2 separate regions of the Zea mays genome follow, and region 1 is linked to region 2. A link is a contact called in public Hi-C data. All regions are on one chromosome and are shown on one strand. Each heading gives the region's core, a stretch centred on a gene start, on an enhancer-like site or on the middle of the called end of the contact. The rest is flanking DNA. Distances are from core to core; before and after follow the strand shown.

What was found. Hi-C and Micro-C count contacts between places; a contact is called where the count stands out from the background.
Region 1: a contact with region 2 is called in a Hi-C map of ear, with 1.7 times the contacts expected there. The contact joins the enhancer-like site here to the promoter of LOC100277966 in region 2. A contact is called at or near these places in 2 of 25 Hi-C or Micro-C datasets (ear and leaf).

What each region holds. Positions count from the first base shown.
Region 1 is chr4:61,802,205-61,807,110 of Zm-B73-REFERENCE-NAM-5.0, forward strand. No RefSeq gene overlaps it. Among protein-coding and RNA genes, the nearest start is that of LOC100277076, 7.3 kb to the right of the region's middle. Within about 2 kb of position 2,882, at least 18 of the 20 cell types and tissues checked have an H3K27ac peak or open chromatin away from gene starts, as enhancers often do. A contact at or near this core is called in ear and leaf, where this site is marked.
Region 2 is chr4:61,650,096-61,654,945 of Zm-B73-REFERENCE-NAM-5.0, forward strand. LOC100277966 reads right to left here and starts at 3,044. Exons shown (of 6, transcript NM_001151399.2): 1 at 2,431-3,044; 2 at 2,182-2,327. The coding sequence starts at 2,844.

The DNA of each region.
Region 1 (4,906 bases), core at 1,632-4,131, 150 kb after region 2:
TACTTACCTCTGCTACTCTGATTCTTTCCTAAACATTTCTTAACCTTTTCTCATCTATTTCCGCTTTACTCTGATTATTATTACCTTTTCCTTCTAAAGACAGATGTGGATTTCACACTTTGAAATCATGTGCCTAAAGTGACCTTTAGGAATAGGAGACCTACTCCTAGGAACAAAATCAAAACTATTTTTGTAAATATTTGTATGCTTGAATGTTTGTTCTTGTGATACATGTCTGATTTGGATCTTTGATTGAGTGTGATGAGTTGTGGAGTAATGTCCACAATTACATCTGCATATACATATAGGCATAAATATAAATAAATAAAATTCATAATATAACTAAATAACCTTGATTATCCTCCATTAAAGTGTATCTATTTTAAATAGATCCCTATTAACTTAAAGGATTATATCTTATCCTAACAGGTTCATCTTATGTTAAAAAGAAAAATGAAAAAAAATTCTTATCCTCATAAATTGTTTATAAGATAAACTAGACCAACTAAGAATACCCCCACTAGAATATATCAAGTCTAATGGATCCATCTTATCTTAAAAGACTCTCTCTTATCTTAATAGATTCATCTTATCTTGAAGGATTCATCTTATCCTAACCACTTTACTTATCTCATCCTAAAGTAACAACCATATCTAATTAATGAGATCTTATCTAGTCATAACAATCTAACCTAGATCTGATCTAATGTGATAGATTAATCTAACCTAACGAAGGCTAACCTTAAATTGAGCTAATCTAATGTAAATTACTTAACAGGAGGGTAATACTAATGAAATAAATGAAACTCTACTCCTATAGAACATGTTTTAACTTAGTTCATTCTACACTAAATTAAGAACGATAAACCAACTCGGTCTCATGCAACTACCTTAACCATCTGATGGTTGCATAACCCCTCTGTTTTAACCTAACAGATATTTTGACCTACCTACACCATATAATCCATCCCATCTCAAAAGATTCTAACATATCCTAATAATATGTATCCTACCCTGGTAGATCTATCTAACTAAAACTAGTCTAATCTAGTTATATCCAATCTAATCTAGACCCTACCTAATCTAATATGATCTAATCTAAAGGGAGTTACTTAAACAAGTTAGTTAATACTGGTAACATAGATTAGACCATATTCATATAAATGGGTTTTAAACCTAAATTGGTGTCTAGACCAACTCGTCTGTGAAACCACGACCTAGCCTATGTTATAAGTTGCCCAACCCATTTATCTCAAAAGCAAAGTAAAACTCTGTTTAATCTACCTACCCCATGTACCCGCAATTGTTATCCCAACTCAAATAAAGGCATCTAACACCACAACCGATGGTCCATAAATCAAACCCAAGAAGAAGGTTAACCTCAACAATGAAGGATATGAGTAGAAACAGATCTTTGGATGAATCAAGATCCACCCAGAATAAAAGTCTTCCTTACCTAACTTTCTCTTACCCCCAAATCTGCTCTACACTCACCTAATAGCTAAAACCTGAGGTACCCTTGTTTTCTATGCCACACCTGCTAATGGCATGAAAATTTTAGGTGTATAAAAAAATACTAATCGGAAGTTCCACTTAGAAAATAAAAGGATACCAGAATTTCATAAAGATAAAGTCAGCTTGATATGCTCAACTAAATGGTATTCTTAAATAGGATTATAGAATCTAATGTGATCTAATCTAATGTGGTCCACTTAAACAGATTAGAGATACTAGTAGAAGAGATTGGACCCTACTAGCTAGGTGTTAACTTAACTTAGCACATTAGACCAACTCAACCATGAGCAGAAGAACTAACCCAACCAATAGAGTCATGATGGATTGCATAATCTATCTATCCCCACCTAACATCAAACAAGATTTTGACCTATACCATGTAGTCTATCTCACCCATATCTATCTTAACCATATTTCCCCAACTCCAATAATATACACTAACATCGAATCAATTAGACCAAGACTGGAGAGGAAAAGATCAACATCAACAAGGAAGGATATAAAAGTCAAAGCGAATCTCGAGATGAAACAAGACTTAAACATTTTGGATGAAGTCTTTTCTTTGCCATAATCTTTCTTACTTCAACCTGTCCGGCTTATATCCTACATAATAAGTAGCTCGATACCTATGCTCTACTAATCACCAACTATGGACTAAAAAAATGAGACTCTGGACTTTTGAACCAATTATAGACTAAAAGTTGAATTACAAACCAATCCTTCTGTATCCCTTTTCTTACAAATCTCGAGGACGAGATTTCTGTTAAGGGGGTAGGATTTGTAAAGCCCAAAATTTGGTCGAAAAAATATAATATATCACAAAATAATAAAATAAAGAGATAAAAATATATATAATAAGTGTGGTGAGAATTTTTGAAGACCTTTGAAATCTATTAGGATTCTCCCTCCTCATATTCAAACAATAATATTAAACTAGTTAAGTAACTAATAAATTGATAAAGAAAAGGTTGATCTCTAGATGATGATTTTGCGGTAATGCATTTTATGGAAGACATAAACCAGACCTCCAATTGTAAATGAAAACATAAAATAGGAATGAGAAAAGAAATTTAAATGAAACCCTTTATTCCTCCCCTAAACGAGTGACAAGAAAAATAAATATTAATATAAATTGTAGACGTTATATTTTCATTAGGAATAAGAAACATAAAAAGAAAAGAAATAAAACAGAAATTACAAAAGAATGAAACAAAAAGCCTCTACACGACTGGGCCCAATCTGCTTCTGGCCGGCCCATTCCGTTTCTCTCCGCTGCAAGCAACGACCCGCGGGATATTTGGCGCCGACATGTGGGGCCGCATAGCTGGCGCCTAAATCCAAATTTGTGCACTATGATGTTTCGCTGACAGATGGACCCACTCGGCCAACGTCACGCTCATGCGCACGGACTCCTCCTCAATGACACTGCTAGGTGGGGTCATCTCGTCGGATCCTCCCTCGTTCTCCTGCAACGGAACGCGAATTCCTCGCCGGGAGCTGCCCAACTTTCTCTCCCTGATCTGGTTTCCAGGTTGGGTATTTAACCTCACCCCGAGCACCATCTTGTCCATCCAAATGAAAGCCAAGCCACCCGGGACGTGTTGTCGTCGCGGTCATTGTGAGCGAGAGTGCGGCGGAGAGCATTACCGCCATGAACTCTGGCGACGCCGTGGCATGGGATCTCGGTGCTCGGGTGAGGGTGGTCTCTGGCAAATACTGGATGCGGGGGTCGTTGTATGCTGGCGCGGTAGGCCAGGGCAGCGTGGCGATTGCTCGCCGGAGCAACCTCACCGCGCCGGACCCGCATGGTTCCATGGGCTAGGAGTTCTGCTACCCAAATCACGATAATGGTTCCATGTCCGCCAGCATGTGTGTGGGCGGCACCGCCGTCTGGCAACGGCGTGGGAGGAGAAGGCGCTGGGGCGTTGATCTTGTGATTGACGACTCTGGATAGATGATAGAGTGGTGTGCGCGTGGCCGTTTGATCTCGCATGGGCGGTTTAGATTAAATCCTAGGGATACCCTTTCGGTGGTTTGATCGGTGCCGTAGATCGGTGATCCGATGGCCGATATGTCATACCGGTTCGCCGTAGATCGGTGATTTAATCGTGGCCCTTGATAAAAGATCCAACAGCTCTGAGTGCACGATACCCTTTCGGCCAGGGTCTTTTGCTAAAGAGCCCCTAACGATTCTTGATATAAACCCGCCATCCAGTTCTTATATAAACTAATTGCAGTCAGGTCCTGTCATTTGCGTGCTTGACCCTGGGCTTTGTTAAAATAGTGTGTGTAGTCCAGAGCTCTGAGAAAATAGGAAAAATAATTTTTAAAATGGATTTCTAATGCCAAAATAATTCCAGAACTTATATAATTCATAGAAAATTCATCTTAGCTCCTTTTTAATCCATTTTTAGTGGCATTAAGTTTGTTTTAATATTGTTTATCACCTAGTAACTCTGTTTAGACTTGAAACATAGATTTAAATTGTTTACTTAATTTATCCCATGTCAAGTACTTAATAAGTTCAGAAATTCATAACTAGAGAACCGTAACTCCGTGATCCGTTCGAATTGCGTTAGATTCATAATAATATCATCTGTACAGTATGACACTAACATTTATCACACCCAATACTTTTATTATTAGACATTTGTCTAGCCTATGTTTAATAGATTAACTCCTCTAATCGAAGTTAACCTATCCATAATTATAGTTTGATTGAAAGATGATCTCTAGTTAAGTTATAATTAAGATTAAAGTTGAATTAATTATTCATAGAATATTCTCTCATATGGTGTACACTAACCAATTTATAGTATAAGTTAATACTAGGTAAGTACCCGTGCGTTGCAACAGGAACATATAATAACATAATAACTTATATACAAAATGTGTCTTATATTGTTATAAAAAATATTTCATAATCCATTTGTAATCCTAGCCATTACAACCATTAGTATCATACATACTTCGATATATGCCACGATTTGCATGGTCTCAACATTGAAGAGCACGTGTCACACCTGCCAGTAGAAATTCCCTCGTACATTGTCAGTCATCATGTACGCACCACCATACACGCTTGCTTAAACAAAAAAGCAAGTGTTTGCGAAGAGAATTAAAGGCAGGCCGGCACAAAAGCTACCCCGACGATGGCGAGTGGTCATTGTTGTCGGTCCTCCTCTGCGTCACCTCTGGTGCCAAGATGATGTCATAGTCCTTGATATAATAGTCGTCGAACGCGCACGACATGGCGAGTACCGATGATTCTTGGTTGGGCTGCCAAACGAAGTGCACCCCGGGCTCATCAGCGAGGTAGTACATCTAGCCGTTGCACCACCGGATGTGCTACTCCTCTACATAAATCTTGTTCGAGGACACTCACACAACG
Region 2 (4,850 bases), core at 1,794-4,293:
TCTGCCAAGCAGGGACAGCGGTGGTGGTATTTGACCTGGATATGAGTCCATCGGCATACCATATAATGGCTGGGGTTGCGAATCCCTATTTGTTGCCGATTTATTAGACATAGACATCCTATTATTAGTTTCAAATGATGGAAAACTAGGAGCAACATATTTCTCCAACGGACGTGTTAGTTTTCTAATTGACTCTTCTAACCCTTCAATCTGTTGTTTCATTTGATTCTGCTGCTGATCTACATACTGTTTAATAGATTGAATGTCGTCGAATTTACTTATGTTGGGTATTTGAAGCGAAGTTATAAGAGATGCGACATCGATCTCTCCATGTTTGACAACCTTCTGGTGGCGATCCACCGTGTATTGTGACAAGAATTTCTCCTTCGCTTGACGCATGTAGTCTTCGTATTGTTGTTGCTCATTGGTCGTCAGGCTTTCAACAGCTGACTTCCGGATATTGATTGGGGAGATATCGGTGTGATCTTTGGAACCAGACATTTGAGGGCCAGATTTTTAGCAGATCTAGACACCTGGATCCCCAGCGGAGTCGCCAAAAAGTGTGTTGGCGCCGATCTGGGCGCTAATCACTGGGAGATGAACCGCCTGGAGGTGCTCTCTACGGAGGCGCGGATGGTCCGCGGCATAGGGCCGGACGACCCACGATCTGGGCACAGGAGCAGCTCCTTTGTACGGTCCGCGCCTAGGGCTCGAACGGTCCGCGGTGGCGCAGAGGGTCGTCTTCTTCGCAGCAGACCTAGATCTCATCTCCCGTGAGGGAGCACGTCAGAGAGAGATCCTAGAGTGTGTCTTGGCGTCAGCAGGCCACCCAAGACGCCTCTAGTCGACGTAGAGCCGAAGAGAGGTGAAGATTCGAGGTAGAGGGAGGCTAAACTAAGGCTACTCCTAATGCATAAGGTAAAAACGATAAGTAGAGTTGATTGAATCGATTGTGGAGAGTTTAATCGGCCGTAACCCTTCATCTATATAAAGGGAGGAGGTCTGGACCCATTACAAGTCGATTCTCGAGTTAATCCCGCAGTTTACCTAACATATCTCACAAGAAATCTGGAACCTTAACTGGTTATGCGCATGCGCGGACGGTCCACGCCGCCACGGCGAACGGCTGTCTAGCCTCAAGGCCGGACCGTCCGCACGTCATTTTTTGTGCTCAACACCACCTATCAGCTATCCCAACTTGCTTGGGATGGCATTGTTGTTGTTGCTGGTCAGTTTTTGTCAGATACAAACGCAAAGACTATCTTTGTGTTTAGGAACTATCCAGAAGATTAACGCAAAGCTTCAGGATCAGACAAATAAACTAAAAACTGCAAGAAAGTAGGCCACAACCATCATCACTAGTTTCCTACAAAACATTCATAAAGCATGAGCTGAGTAGAGTTCACAATTTTGGCAAAATTTCTCTTTTTTTACTGGTGTTCGGGTTTTTTGTGTCAGCCAAAAAAATTCGGTTGAATTCACCTTCCACCCTAAAATTACACCAAACCACACTAAAATGGCCCCCCATATTGTGGATATCTTGTGGCCTTGTTTTTCTCTTCTTGGTTCGGTTGTGTTATGCTACTAGGGAAGGCCACCTTCCTCTCATCATCACAACTGTTTTGCAACAAATGGCCCCAATAGAAGGTGTTATTCAAGTGCAGGGTGACATCACCAATGCTCTTTTTGGTGACTAAAGTTACTGGCCTTCATGATATGGACGAATTTGTTCAGTCCCGGCTTATACTCGCGGTTAGTATTTATTTATCTGCCGATCTGCATCCAATTTAGGTCACCATGTTCTATTTTTAATGTTTGAACTATGTTATTTTCTATTGTACGTTTGTCACATAGATTTGGCCCAGGGCTTCAGTGAATCATGGATCCGCCACTGTCCACTAGGCTCACCAAAGCCCTAAATGTCTTCAAATTCATTCCAATTACCTACCATCAGTTCACCGTATTAACCCTGCTCTACTTCTGTGATGTGTTAATTTCACTGGTGTTATATAAATCTGTGATGCATAATAGTTTGGAGAGTATTTCTAGTTAAATGATGCCAAATTTTAAAAAAAACAATTTGAAGTTGTTTGAATCTTGATCCGATACTTCCCAAATTCCTAAAATTTCATGTTTATATCTAGGGGGCAAAAAACTGATCCGATACAAACTGATTCTTACCTTCTACCAGTAGGAAGGAGCAACATACTGTAGACTAGTGGCCAGAGGCCCATAATGTACCATAGAGAAACAAGAACATCATTCATTCGAAAGCCATCGTCGCCCTTCAGATTTAAAAGTTTCTGCAAGAAGTATGTGTCTCGGTACTGCAGCCAGAGTGGAAGCAAGAATTACAAATTAGCAAGCGAATTCCAAATCACATTCACAGCAGCATAACAGAAAGCAAGCAGGCAGGCAATTGTCCCGTACTGGTGTCTGGTTAGGCGCGAGCAGGAAGACGTAGTACATGAGTCCCGCCCAGATCCCGAAGATGAGCACCGACGTGCTCCAGTCGCTTAACGTCCCGCCAGTGCCTCCGGCAATCCGAGCCGCAGCCTCTGACACCGCCTCGCTCTTCTTCAGATCCTCTTGCTCCTGAGCAGGAGAATCGGCGCCCGAAGGGCCCTGGAGGGACGAGTCTCTGCAGATATGGGCCCAGCCACGGCGCCGCAGTCCCGGCCGGCACGCAGCGGGGTTGACTAACAGAGGGACACTGGCTCTTTCGCGCCTAGTGATGGAGGTTGCGGCGGTTCTCGCGACAAGGGCCATCGGCGGTGGCCTTATGAGAGGAGCGAGGGGAGCGTGGGCGCTGGCGAGCATGAGATAGGTAGCGGAGGAGGCCATGTCGTTGTGCGACGGCGGTGCTGTGGAGTGTAGTGGACCGTGAGGGAGAGCCGGCGGCGGTGCCGGGAAGGTCCGGCGAGGAGACAAACGCGTGTGCGGCTGCCGGTGCTCTCGTCGTGGAACTCGAAGCTGCCTGAGGATGGCTGGACAATGACCGCTAGTAGTACGGACAGGAGGAGATAAGGTTGGAATGAAAATTTGTTTTACCCTAAATTGAAGGTATTTTAACTATTTTAGATATTTATTTTTGTTATAAATTTAGAAATACACTAGATATATATAGTAAATTAATGTATGTTTAATAGTTTTAAATGAATAAAACATTTGACAATAGTTAGCAACTTAGCATAAAGAAACAATACGACTAAAAGCCAAAAAATGAAGTTGTAGCTTCCTTGCACCTCGGTACTAAGAAACAGTGGTAACCCAGGCCATGTTCCAACAGTAAAGCTCCATCGATGCAACGATCTTAACAAAAAAAAATGGCTCACCTTTTCCAATGTTGTTGATCAACATATTAGTCTTGACTAGTTATGCATTTGTGCCACCAAGCTTCTTATAAAGATAATATGGTATCAAGTTTTAAACTTCAATATTGTTCTATTCACCAACATGTTAAGTGCTAGTGTGTGCCTCCAAACTTGTTGAAGCCAGCACTTTGAGTAGCAAAATTAAATTGAGCCATCCTGTCATCATATCCAATAAGATCACCCTCATATGAGAAATAAACCATATTGATGTCCAAACGCTATGGGGATAGTTCATGATCAACCATCTCCTCATCCAAATTATCTCGTGGCTCCTCAGAAACTCCAAATACAACAGGAGAAACAATAGAAGAAATAACATGGGCTAAATTACCTAGGAGTGCATTGGTCACTCTTGAGGTGGCGAAGATGCGGGCTGAAGAACTGGATTAGTTAGTTCCAAACCTTCTAAGCTGGTTTTGCATATAGGGGTAACCAGGATCAGCTTAGACGATTCCAAACCAGCTTGGTCGGTTTCTCTTGGACTACAGGCTTTGGTGCATTTTTCAATGGAGGAAAAATGGATGTGTTGCATTGAAGATCTCGTCCCTCATCTTCTACAACATCTCCTTTTGTTGGTTACGTCGGGTATGTTGCAATTTACGTGTCATCGTTTTCATCCCAATCAACACCACCTAGGTTAGTAATACTTGGAGTCCCTCTATCATCACCCTAAGTGATGGACCCAACGGTCCATCAACTGGACCACCCTACGTGCCCCTCTGAACCAGCCTCGTGCCGGTTGGCGTGCCCACCCGCCCGCCCGAGCCAGCCGACGCCCGTGCCCGAAGCCGACTGCCTGAGCCGTAGCGCCCGCCCCGATCGAGCCGACCTAGCCAATCGACATGAAAAATGATTGAAAAAACAAAAATGACTTAGTTTTCTAGATTTTGGAATGACCGAAAAAATAAGAAATGTCTGAGAAAACATGGGGAATGACTTAAAACAAAAAATGACTTAATGTTTTCTGAAAAATGACTGAAAACAAAAAAACTTAATGTTTTCTAAAAATGACTTGATATTTCCCTGAAAAACAAGAATGACTGAACTAAAAAACAAAGGAATGTCTGAGAAAACATGAAAAATGACTCCAAACTAAAAATGACTTAATGTTACCTAGATGTTTACTAGAATGACTTAATATCTAGACTCCAGAATGACTTAATGTTCCTTGGAATGAACAATGACTGAAAACAAGAATGACTTAATGTTGTGTGGTGCAGAGGGAGCCACGTGTTTTGGGAGGAGCCAACGTGTGGCTAGGAACGAGTCGCGTAGAGGGGCAGAGCCACGCGGGCACGCGAGCTGCGGGGGCACGAGCCACGCGAGGCGGAGCCACACAGTGGGTGGCGCGAGCAGGCGTGCGCCAGGTGAATTATAGCCGAGGAAATATGCTTTTCCTGAGAGCAGCCCGTTCGGCGGGACTGTGCACCGGACTGTCCGGTGGGTGGCACCGGACCGTCTGGTGCTACGCAGAAC